3 separate regions of the Anser cygnoides genome follow, and regions 1 and 3 are each linked to region 2. The links are chromatin contacts, called in public Hi-C maps. All regions are on one chromosome and are shown on one strand. The core of a region is the stretch at or near the end of the contact, and the rest is flanking DNA. Distances in the headings are between cores, read along the strand shown. Region 1 holds the start of PIK3CG (phosphatidylinositol-4,5-bisphosphate 3-kinase catalytic subunit gamma). Region 2 holds the start of HBP1 (HMG-box transcription factor 1). Region 3 holds the start of CCDC71L (coiled-coil domain containing 71 like).

Region 1 (3,245 bases), core at 250-2,749, 150 kb after region 2:
CTCCTGAACGCCCTAAGCGACGCCTTCAGACATTTTTTTGGTCAGGGAAGGTTTTATGGTATACACGAGCCGGGTAGACACGAGAGATTCTTATTTGTCAGATGAGGAAATACAGTTATTTATTGTCTAGGAGCTGCGTCGCAGCAGAGCTGACTCAAGATCTTAAGACCAGCGGGAACAGCCCCGTTCAGCTCGCACTGCTCGGTTCAGCGTATGAACAGCTGTTTTTAGCAGGCTTAGCATCAAACCTGTGACTCCTCTTTGGGCCACGACCAAGGCCGCGACGAGCGAAGCCCCAGCCGACCTAAGGCTGACTCAGCCCTTCCCTGGGAGGCTGAGACGCCGGCTGACGACTCCCCACACCCTCTGCAGGGGGTCTCGGGGCCAGGAGCCTCCCCTGCGCCCCGGCACGGCGGGGAGCAGCGGCCCGGGGCTGCGCCTTCCCCCGGCCCCGGGCGGAGCGGGGCCCCCGCCCTGAGATGGCGGCCGGCGCCGTGCGCCCGCGGGGGCCGCTGCTGCGAGCGGGGCAAACCCCGCGGCCGCCACCTCCACCGCCGCCACCTCCGGGGGCCGGGCAGGGCCGGGCCGCGGAGCTGCGAGACCCCGGCGGTCCCCTGCGAGGCTCGGCCGCGGCGGGCAGCGCCGGCCTGGGGCAGGGTCCGGCGGCGCCCCCCGGGACGGAGCTACTCACCGCAGCGGCGGGGCCGCGGCCGGGCTCCGCGCAGGTGCTTTCCTCTCAGCGGGAAGCGGAGCGGGCCGGCGGCCGGGCGGGAGGCTCCATGGCCGGCGGGAGGCAGCTCCGGAGCCGCCGCCAATCACACGGCGGACGAAGAGGGAACCGGCGCTGGGGCCTCCCCGCCCCGCTCGGCCCGGCCCCGGCCCCGGCCCCGGCCCCGGGCTCTGCGGGTTCCCCGTCCCGTCCCGTCCCGTCCCGTCCCGTCCCGCACACCGAGGCGAGGACGAGGCTGGTCCTTACCGGGGCTTGCCTGGGCTGTCCTCGAAAAGCCCTGGCGATGGTGGTCTGGTGGTCTGCTCCACTGCTCCGTGGCCTTCTCCTTCGGAAAGGCTTTCATGCTGTCTGATTAGATGTCTACTTTTGCAGGATTAGCCTCTTACTTGTCTTATCCCCCCACACTCCCTCTTTTTTTATTTTTTTTCCTTTTTTTCCAGCTACTTTTTATTTGAAGGCGCTGGATTCTTGCTTTTCTGCTAGCCTCTCATCTCCAGGCCCCGCACCCTGTCTCTCTGCCTTTTGGTCGTCTTCCTCAGCCCCCTGGCGATTCCTGTAGCCTGCCCCTGGGCTCCTGCCAAAGGGGCCGCATCGGCTTTGGAAGGCGCTGCTCTGAACTGGACATCGTAGTACTCCAGCTACGGCCTTGCCAAGGCTGCCCGCAGCAGGAGTATTAATTCATCAGCCTTCCAGAGCCAGGACTCAAAATGCAGCACAGGCATAACCGTTCACTTCCAACTCAAACAAACAGCACCCCGTCACAACCCGTTCGCTCCCCTGGCTGCTGCCTGTTCGGCTCTGAAAGGAGCTGAGCATTTGTATCTCCTCACCTCTGCTTTGAAACGGATAACAAAATTATTTCAGTGGTTGTACCGAGACCTTTTCTGACCTTGATCTTGCAATGAGACTCAGAGGTGAACTCTGTGTGGCAAACAGCCCACATGCTTGCCCTGAACGACATGCTGACGGAAGGTGACATCTTCAGGGAGTGCTTGACAAGCCCATAGATTTCCACACAGGCTATAAAAGGGAATCTGAATTTTCTGTGTGCACTGTGTTAACCTCCATAGAGCGAAAAATATCAGAAGGGAATAACTAGTGTGTTCCTGTGTGTTCCTTGTACAGATGCTATTGTAAAAGTTTGGATAATTGTCGTTATAACAGTGGAGTTCTTTTGACTTAAAAAATCATTTGCATGACAACACTAAGAGTTGTAATACCAGCCTGAAGCAGAAAGTAATTCAGAAACAATAGTATAAACATGCAGTTTCAAAATTAATGTGTTACACTGAACAGTGGCTAAATGAAAGCGTAACTATTTCAGCTTCAAGTTCCCTTTTTACAAAGCTGGAGGCAAAATGAAAACCTTTAACAACCTTCACATGACGTGCTTGCAGCACAGGGGAAACACGGTGAAGATTCACTGACTTTGTGCTTGGTTTTCCTGGTACAATTGGTAATATTTGTCAGAGAAGTTCAGCTTTGCACAGCACGTGTATTGCTGAATGCTTTAAAATAGATTAGAAAACCTTATCAAATAGGAAGCCTCTTTTTTGTTGTTGTTGGCTGGGTCCCCAGATGGATCACTCCAGGAACAGAAATACAGCCAGTTTGGCTACTAATCCTGTTAAAATCCATGGACTTTATTTGGCGATGCACAAACATATGGAGATTTAAGCAGATGAATAAAAAAGACCTTCATTTGTCAAAAGACAAATACAGAGGGAATAATTTACAGCCTGAGCAAATGACACGTTTCATGTGTCACTTCAGCCAGAATTGTATAAAATATTTTTAAATAGCTATAAATCAACATAATGCTATTTGCAATGAAAGAATAAATTATTGTCTATATTCTATTTGAGAAAAGGAGGTAAAATATTTTGTAAGGTGTTATAGAAAAACTGAAAATCTTTGTCATTTCAGGATTTAGAAGCTTAATAATTTTTTTTTTTTCAGTTAATTTTCAGCTCCTATATAAGCAGCACACTTACTGCCCTTTGTGGCAAGTACGGGCTTTCCTGTTACCAAGCGTGCTCTCTTTATAGGTTGCATAGTCTTTAGAAATATATATTTTAACATTATTTTATTCCTGTTGATTTCCAAATGTGACTTTAACCCCTTTCCATAATCTGTCACTTTCCATTTTTTCATTGAATGACAGCCTGTACAATACATTGAAATGCACATTTTACCATATAAAAATGGAGCTCTAAACATTCAGAAATACCATAGCTTAATGAAGGAAGGTGAAGAATACAATTTGGTATTTAAATGAAGCTGATTTAATCAAAATTAGTCATGCAAAGAAGCAATCATTTTGCTAATATAATCTTGTGGGGTGCAGTCAAAATGCAATTATTTCCTTTATCTTTCAGCTGTAATAAAAATATGACAAGCAATTGCTGTCATGATCTTTAATGGGAGTTTTGGAGGCTGGAAAAAATGTAAGATGGTATCTTTTGTGTCCTCTGCACAGTCAAACATCAGTTTTTATGTTGTTTCATGGAGAACT
Region 2 (3,180 bases), core at 513-3,012:
AAGCAGACCTCAGTAACGCAGGCCAGGACCTCGCCGATCATCTCCAAGTAATCAGCTCTACAAAGCCACTCCTTGTTTTTCTGGCTTGTCCGTGTCCTTCCCCCCCGCCCCCAACATCTGCCTTGGTTTTCCTTCTATTTTTTCTCCCTTCCTTTCTCCTCCTCCTGCCAAAACAAAGGAGCTGATTTGTTTCGGGAACGTAACCCTCTCCTTGGGGCCTGCCAGGTTTGAAAATACCTGTGCTGGCACCACGACACAGCGAAGGTCAGCGATAAGGTACAGGGACAGCACGCTGGGCGTGACAGGAAAGCTGCCTGCTCCACTTCAGAAATTAATCGTGCTTCCAAATTCACTGTGCTTCCAAGTCTCGAGGACTTTTCTAAACCAAAGCCACTCATATGTAAGAGCCAAAAAACCTCAAGCAAATGAATTAAAAGGAAAAAAAAAAAAAGTGCCGAACTTCACTGTTCTTTTTTTCTACCCAATTAAAGCCTGTTTTGAACAGCGTGTGCTTCCTGCCTGGGCCTTGGCCTTTCAGTGTTTTGAAACGTCAAAGGGACGGTCATGAATTAGCTCGCACGGACTTTTTTTGGTTCAGCTTCACGTTCAGAGACTGTTGTGAAACGTGCTTGGTGGGGTGGGGGCGCTGCGCAGGGCCGTGATCGCTGGCAGAAAGTTTTCCTCAGAGCCCAACGGGTTTATGAACGGGGACCCGCGCTGTAAAACGAGTCACTTTCTCATGTTAAGAAGAAAATAAGGCAATATTAACAAAGAGACATTAGCTACGAGGAGTTACTTCCATTTTGGAAGGGCCAAGGGTAAATTAATTCTCGGTGAGGAGGGGAGCGGGGGGGGCTGGGCGGGACGGCTTCGTGAGGAGAGCCGAGCCCCGCCGAGCGCCACCGGGCCGAGCCCAGCCGAACCGTGCCGAGCCTTTCCGAGCCCTTCCGAACTTTGCTGACCGTCACCGGGCCGAGCCCAGCCGAACCTCTCCGAGCCTTTCCGAGCCCGGCCGAACTTTGCCGAACCCAGCCAAGCCGCTCCGCACCCCCCCCTCCCCCACGCACACACCACGTGACCCCTCCTGGCCGCTGCCCTTGTTTATAAACTCCCCGCCGGCAGCGCGCATGCGCGGAAGGCCCCATTCATTCACAACTGCGTAACAGCCCGGCCCGCCCGGGGGGGGGCTGCTCCCCCCCCCCCCCCCCTTTCTCCCCTCTCCCCCTTCTCTCCCCCCTTCCCCACCGCCCCTCTCCCCGCGCAGCCGCCTCCCCCCCGCCGAGGGGCCGGGCGCCCTCCCTCCCACAGCCCGTGCCGAGCCGCCGGCCCCTGAGGAAGGGGAAAAGGGGCCGGGGAAGGGGCTTCGGGCGCTTTTTCAGCCTGGCGCCGCTGCTGGAGCACCCCGAAGGGCAGCCGGCGCCGCGGAGGCGTCCCGCGGGGCTCAGCCCAGCGCTGCGGAACCGGCCCGGCGCCGCCGGGCGGCCGAGGGACGGAGCGGGGTAAACAACAGCGGGCCGCCCGCCCGCAGCTGCCAAGGAGAGGGCTCCACAGGCTCCTCAGCGCGGTCCGCGGCCGCCGCCACCCCCCCCCCCCGCAGCCCAGCAGGCCCCAGCCGCCCCCCACCGAGCCCCGCCGGCCGCCCGCAGCGGCAGCCCCGAACTTGGAGGCACTTACCAGACCCGTCGCCATTACCGAATTCCCCTCAGCTTCCCCCCCCCGCGGAGTCCCCCCTTCGCAGTCCCGCCCCGTGCTGACCAGACTCGGTCGTTGATTGGTTGGAGGCGACGTTGCTCAACTTGTCGCCGATTTCTATTGGCTGAGCGGCCTGCCCATCAGGAATCCGCCCGGAGGGCGGACATGTTTTGACTATCCTGCACAGCTGATTGCACCAAGCCGCGCGTCAATCACGCGCAGGCAGCGCCGCGATTGGTTAAATCCATCCTCGCCTCGCTGCGAGGCATTCTGGGAGCTGTAGTCTTCGCTGCCGCCTCCGCCTACCAAGTTGGGCGAGTTAAGAACGACAGCCCCCAGGGTGCCCCGCGCGGCGCCCGGCCGATAGTAAACAAGGGGCTGAGGGACACGTGTACCGCGCCGCCGGCCGCCCGCGCCGCGCCGGGCCCCGAGATGGCCGCCGGGCCCCTCAGGGCCTGTCCGCGGCGGGGGCGCGGGGACAGCGCTCCCAGTGCGTTACCACAGCGCAGGGCCGGCACCCGGCTCCACAGCCCCTCGTGTTCCTCTGCCCCCTGACATCTCCCCTGCGTTTACAGTGAAATTAATAAAATTAACAGCCCGGATTGCTGTGACAGCACCACTGGGCTTGCTGCCACAGGCTGGCTGAGGAGACGTGCCCGTGTTTACACAGCAAATGGCCTAGTAATGGCCTCCTGGGGCCCAGCCCCAGCAGAAAGGACGTCACCTCATGACACATCCGTGCACAGTTCAGAAATAAACCATAGTGTTTAAAACAACCCATGGAGATAGACGAGACTTTGTAACTTCGGGACTTCCCGAGAAAATTAACTTAGTGCACTGCTTTCAACACCATCCCAGTCACGTAAAGATGCCTTAAATCAAGTATTGGAGCTGTTGTTGCAATTTAATGTAGTATCTACAACAGTCCTGACGTTTAGGTATGCTAACAGTTGGTTAAGCAAGCAAGCAAAAAAAGTTAGCTATTCCAGTGTAAATAATAATGACTCATGATCTAGAGTTCCCTGCGAGCTTTGAGCCCCGTGAAACATGCTGGTGGTGGCCACTAGGGGGAATGCTGTTTGTATCGTTACCACACGTCCAGAAGGGTTATGCAACGGAATAAAAAAAAAATAAAAATCACATACTGGAATTGTATTTAGTATCAAAGCACACACAGCGTGCAGATTTCTGGACACTTCGAGATTTAGTTTCTCCAGGAAGCAATAGTTTGCCTGTTAGTAAAGTCATTCCAATTTGTAAGGCACTGAAGAGACATCGCTTTTAAAAACACCCATTATCTTCTGCAGTACGAATTGGAGGTGATCACTTTTTATATGTGCTAGTTTACCTAACAACAAAGTCAGCAGGAAATCAGTCCCAGCTTTTTTAGTTCTTTAACTAAAAAATCTTTGGTGTTTAATTACATAACAAAACAGCCCTTTACAGATCATTTTCCCAATTTGAAAACACCACGATTGGAACAAAGGC
Region 3 (3,178 bases), core at 530-3,029, 170 kb after region 2:
TTATCCTCTGTGTTATAGGATACCTTCCTCAGGTAAAGCAATCTGCCTGCACCACCGTGCTCTGAAGTGTGCTGTGAAATTGAATCTAATTAAAAACTGTACTAACACCATCATTTGGGGAAAGGGCGTTTTTAAAAAACAGATCATTTATAAAGCTGATTTGGAATACGGCTAAACCTCAAGATTGTCCCCATGAAGACTTAAAACAGTTTTGGTAATACTTAATGTGGTTATTTGGATTAATATTCTTGAATTTCCCATGAACACAAGCCAATTTATACTGTGAAGAAAATTCACTTATTTCCACTGGCAGTAGGAAATAATTTCTTATGCATAATTTCTGCCTCTTATTTGAGTAGCTTCCTAGACATTCCAATTTAGGGATGAGTTGAGAATAAAAGATTTCCCTATTCTAAACTGAAAGATTAATTACAGAACAAAGACTGCATATGAAGAAAAATAATGTTATTCGTCAGCCTTTACTGACGCTGAGAGAAAGTAATTAGTTAGGAGCCTAATCAAACCCCAAGTAGGGTTTGTAGGGAAGGTTAAACCACCTCAGCTCTTGCCGACACTTTGCTGTTCTGGGTGCTGGGAAGCTTTGATTTAATTGAAATAATCCGAGAACCTGACAAGACACTCTTCCCATGACAGCAATCTCTGAATTATTCGAAAGCACCGTCTAGAGAGACAAGAGGGCTCATGGCAGCTGACAAAGTTGTCCTGTAAAGCTGCAAGCATAGCAGTGTCATGCAGGACAAAATGGCAGTGTGGACTCATTGAGCTGATGACGCTCATAAAGGGCTCAGCCAACACAAGGACTGGGTTTTTTGGACTTCCTTACAGGACTGCACTGCTGGGATATGAAGCCAATCCCAATGACGCTGTGAACATTTCAATGTCTTGATGCCGTTGTTGAGGTACTGACCAATGGGTTGATGTTAAAAAACCCTTCTGCAGGACCAGGATGGTTGTACTTAAAGGTTGCATGGTGGACGTCATTGTATCATGCCTGTTCACCCATTTTGAGTCAGGCTGGATGTTGGGAAGATGTTACTTTCAGGATGGTCACACACAGGAATAGGCTTCCTGAAGAGTTGGTTGATGCTCCGTGCCTGTCAGTGCTCAAAAGGCATTTGGATAATGCCCCCAACAACACACTTCAACATTTGTTTAGCCCAGAAGTGGTCATGCAGTTGGACTTGATGATCACTGTCTGGCCCTTTCAACTCAACTACGAGATTCTATTCTGTTTTGTTGTTTTACTCAGCCTTTGTTCAAGCTCTGGGACAAGCTTCGAAGCCTCTAACCCTTGGGTGCAGAGCCTCTCTCTTGCGGCACACGGCACAGAGGTCGCGTGAGGCCCACCAGACCCCGCCACCACCGCTGGCCGACCACGAGCAGGGCAGCCCAGCCTCCGAGCACGAAGCTGCCGGGAGCTGTCCCCTGAGGGAAGCAAGGGGCCGCCAACTGGGCACATGGCGGCACATGGCGGCACGAGGAACCCGCCCGTGCCCCGGGGCAGTCCCTCAGGGAACACACAGTCCCAGGGGGCCGCCACCGCCCCCGGGCGGGTTCTGCCCTCGGGGGTGAAGTCCCCCGGCAGCCCTCCCGGACGCCTCCAGCTCGGTCCCCCCACAGGGAGGCCTCGGACCCCCCCGAGGGCCGCCTGCAGCGGGCGGAGGGCGGTGTTTCGGCCCGCCGCGACGCGTTTCAAACGGGCCAACCGCCGGGCGCGGAGGGAGGGCGGGCCGGAGCGCAGTCCCCGCCTGGGACTTTAAAGCGCCATTTTGTGCTGGGGCGGCCGCGATCGATCGTCGCTCCCACCCGGCGAGCGGGCGGCGGCGGAGCGGCGGGCGCCCGGCGGCGGCTGGCTGAGTGGCGCCCGTCCTCTTGCCTTCTCCGCGCCTCCTTTTCGCCCCCCTTTCCTTGCCCCTCCGCCTCCATGACCCGCAGTAGGAAGCAGGCGGCGCTGGAGAGAGGAGCCGGGAGGATGAACCAAGAAGCGGGGAGCGCCGCAGAGGGGGCCCGGGCGGCGGAGGAGGCGGCGGCGGCGGAGGCAGCGGGGGCAGCAGCAGCCGATGGCGGAGCGGCGGCGGCCGCTTGGGGGCTGCAAGGGGAGGCGGAGAAAGTTGTGTACTCGCGGTCGCAGGTCTCCTTCGCCGGCACCAAGGCGCTGAGCGACGCCCTCAAGCTCTTCATGCCCAAGTCCACGGAGTTCATGAGCTCCGACTCGGAGCTGTGGAACTTCCTCTGCAGCCTCAAGCACGAGTTCTCCCCGGTCATCCTCCGCAGCAAGGACGTCTACGGCTACGCCTCCTGCCGCGCCGTCGTCCCCGACCCGCCGCCGCCCTCCTCCGAGCGGCCCCGCCGCCGCCCCGGCAAGCGGCGCCTCCCGGCCTCCGCCGCCGCCAAGCGCCGGGCCGTGGCCGCGGGTGGCAGCGCCAAGCGGCGGCGGCGGCGGCGGCGACGCAGGAGGGGACGGGGGTGGCAGCGCCCAGCGGCGGCGGCGGTGCCGGTGCCTCCGGGCGAGGAGGAGCAGGAGGAGGAGGAGGAGGACAGCACGGGGGGCACCCCGGCGGAGGGGCCCGCTTGGGCGCCCTTCGGCGGCAAGTCGCTGGAGGAGATCTGGCAGGCGGCCACCCCCCGCCTCACCACCTTCCCCACCATCCGGGTGCGGGGCAGCGTGTGGAGCCGGCGGAGCCTGGCGGCGGCGCTGCGCCGGGCACAGCGGATCCTCGGCGTGGACCTGGCCCCCGTGGTGCGGGTGCGCCGCCTGCCCGTGGCGCCGTCGTGAGGCCGCGGCCGCCGCCCGGCTCTGCCCGCCGCCTCCGCTCCGCTCCGCCGCGGCGCGGACAAAGGGACCGATATCAGTCACCTGTTTACATTGCTTTCGTCTGGATCATGTTCTTCTGCTGCACTTTACGGCTCGCTCGGACTCGGGACGGGGCGCCGGGACCCCCACGACGACACCCTCCTCCCCCCCCCCCCCCCGGCCGCACCGGGGGCAGCCTGCAGGGCCCCGGCCTCGTCCCCGCGGGGGGCGCCGGGGCCCGGCTGCGGGCACCGCGCGTGGGGACCAAGTTCCGCTTCCACTTCTCCCCCTTCGGGCTACCTCACTGGTCCAGAAGTCCACCCAAGAAGTTATTTTCCAAAGGAACTTTTCTTTCATGCTTGT

Evidence for each region. Hi-C and Micro-C count contacts between places; a contact is called where the count stands out from the background.
Region 1: a Hi-C map of liver shows a contact between it and region 2, with 2.0 times the contacts expected there. The contact joins the promoter of PIK3CG here to the promoter of HBP1 in region 2. A contact is called at or near these places in 5 of 7 Hi-C or Micro-C datasets (blood, granulosa cells and liver).
Region 3: a Hi-C map of liver shows a contact between it and region 2, with 10 times the contacts expected there. The contact joins the promoter of CCDC71L here to the promoter of HBP1 in region 2. A contact is called at or near these places in 3 of 7 Hi-C or Micro-C datasets (all in liver).

Annotation. Positions count from the first base shown.
Region 1 is chr1:15,247,470-15,250,714 of Taihu_goose_T2T_genome, reverse strand. It overlaps PIK3CG (phosphatidylinositol-4,5-bisphosphate 3-kinase catalytic subunit gamma), which reads right to left and starts at 1,499. Exons shown (of 11, transcript XM_013190757.3): 1 at 977-1,499.
Region 2 is chr1:15,397,251-15,400,430 of Taihu_goose_T2T_genome, reverse strand. HBP1 (HMG-box transcription factor 1) reads right to left here and starts at 1,762. Exons shown (of 11, transcript XM_048068499.2): 1 at 1,675-1,762. The coding sequence starts at 1,689.
Region 3 is chr1:15,223,291-15,226,468 of Taihu_goose_T2T_genome, reverse strand. It overlaps CCDC71L (coiled-coil domain containing 71 like), which reads left to right and starts at 1,779. Exons shown (of 1, transcript XM_048068567.2): 1 at 1,779-3,178. The coding sequence starts at 1,946. The coding sequence ends at 2,797.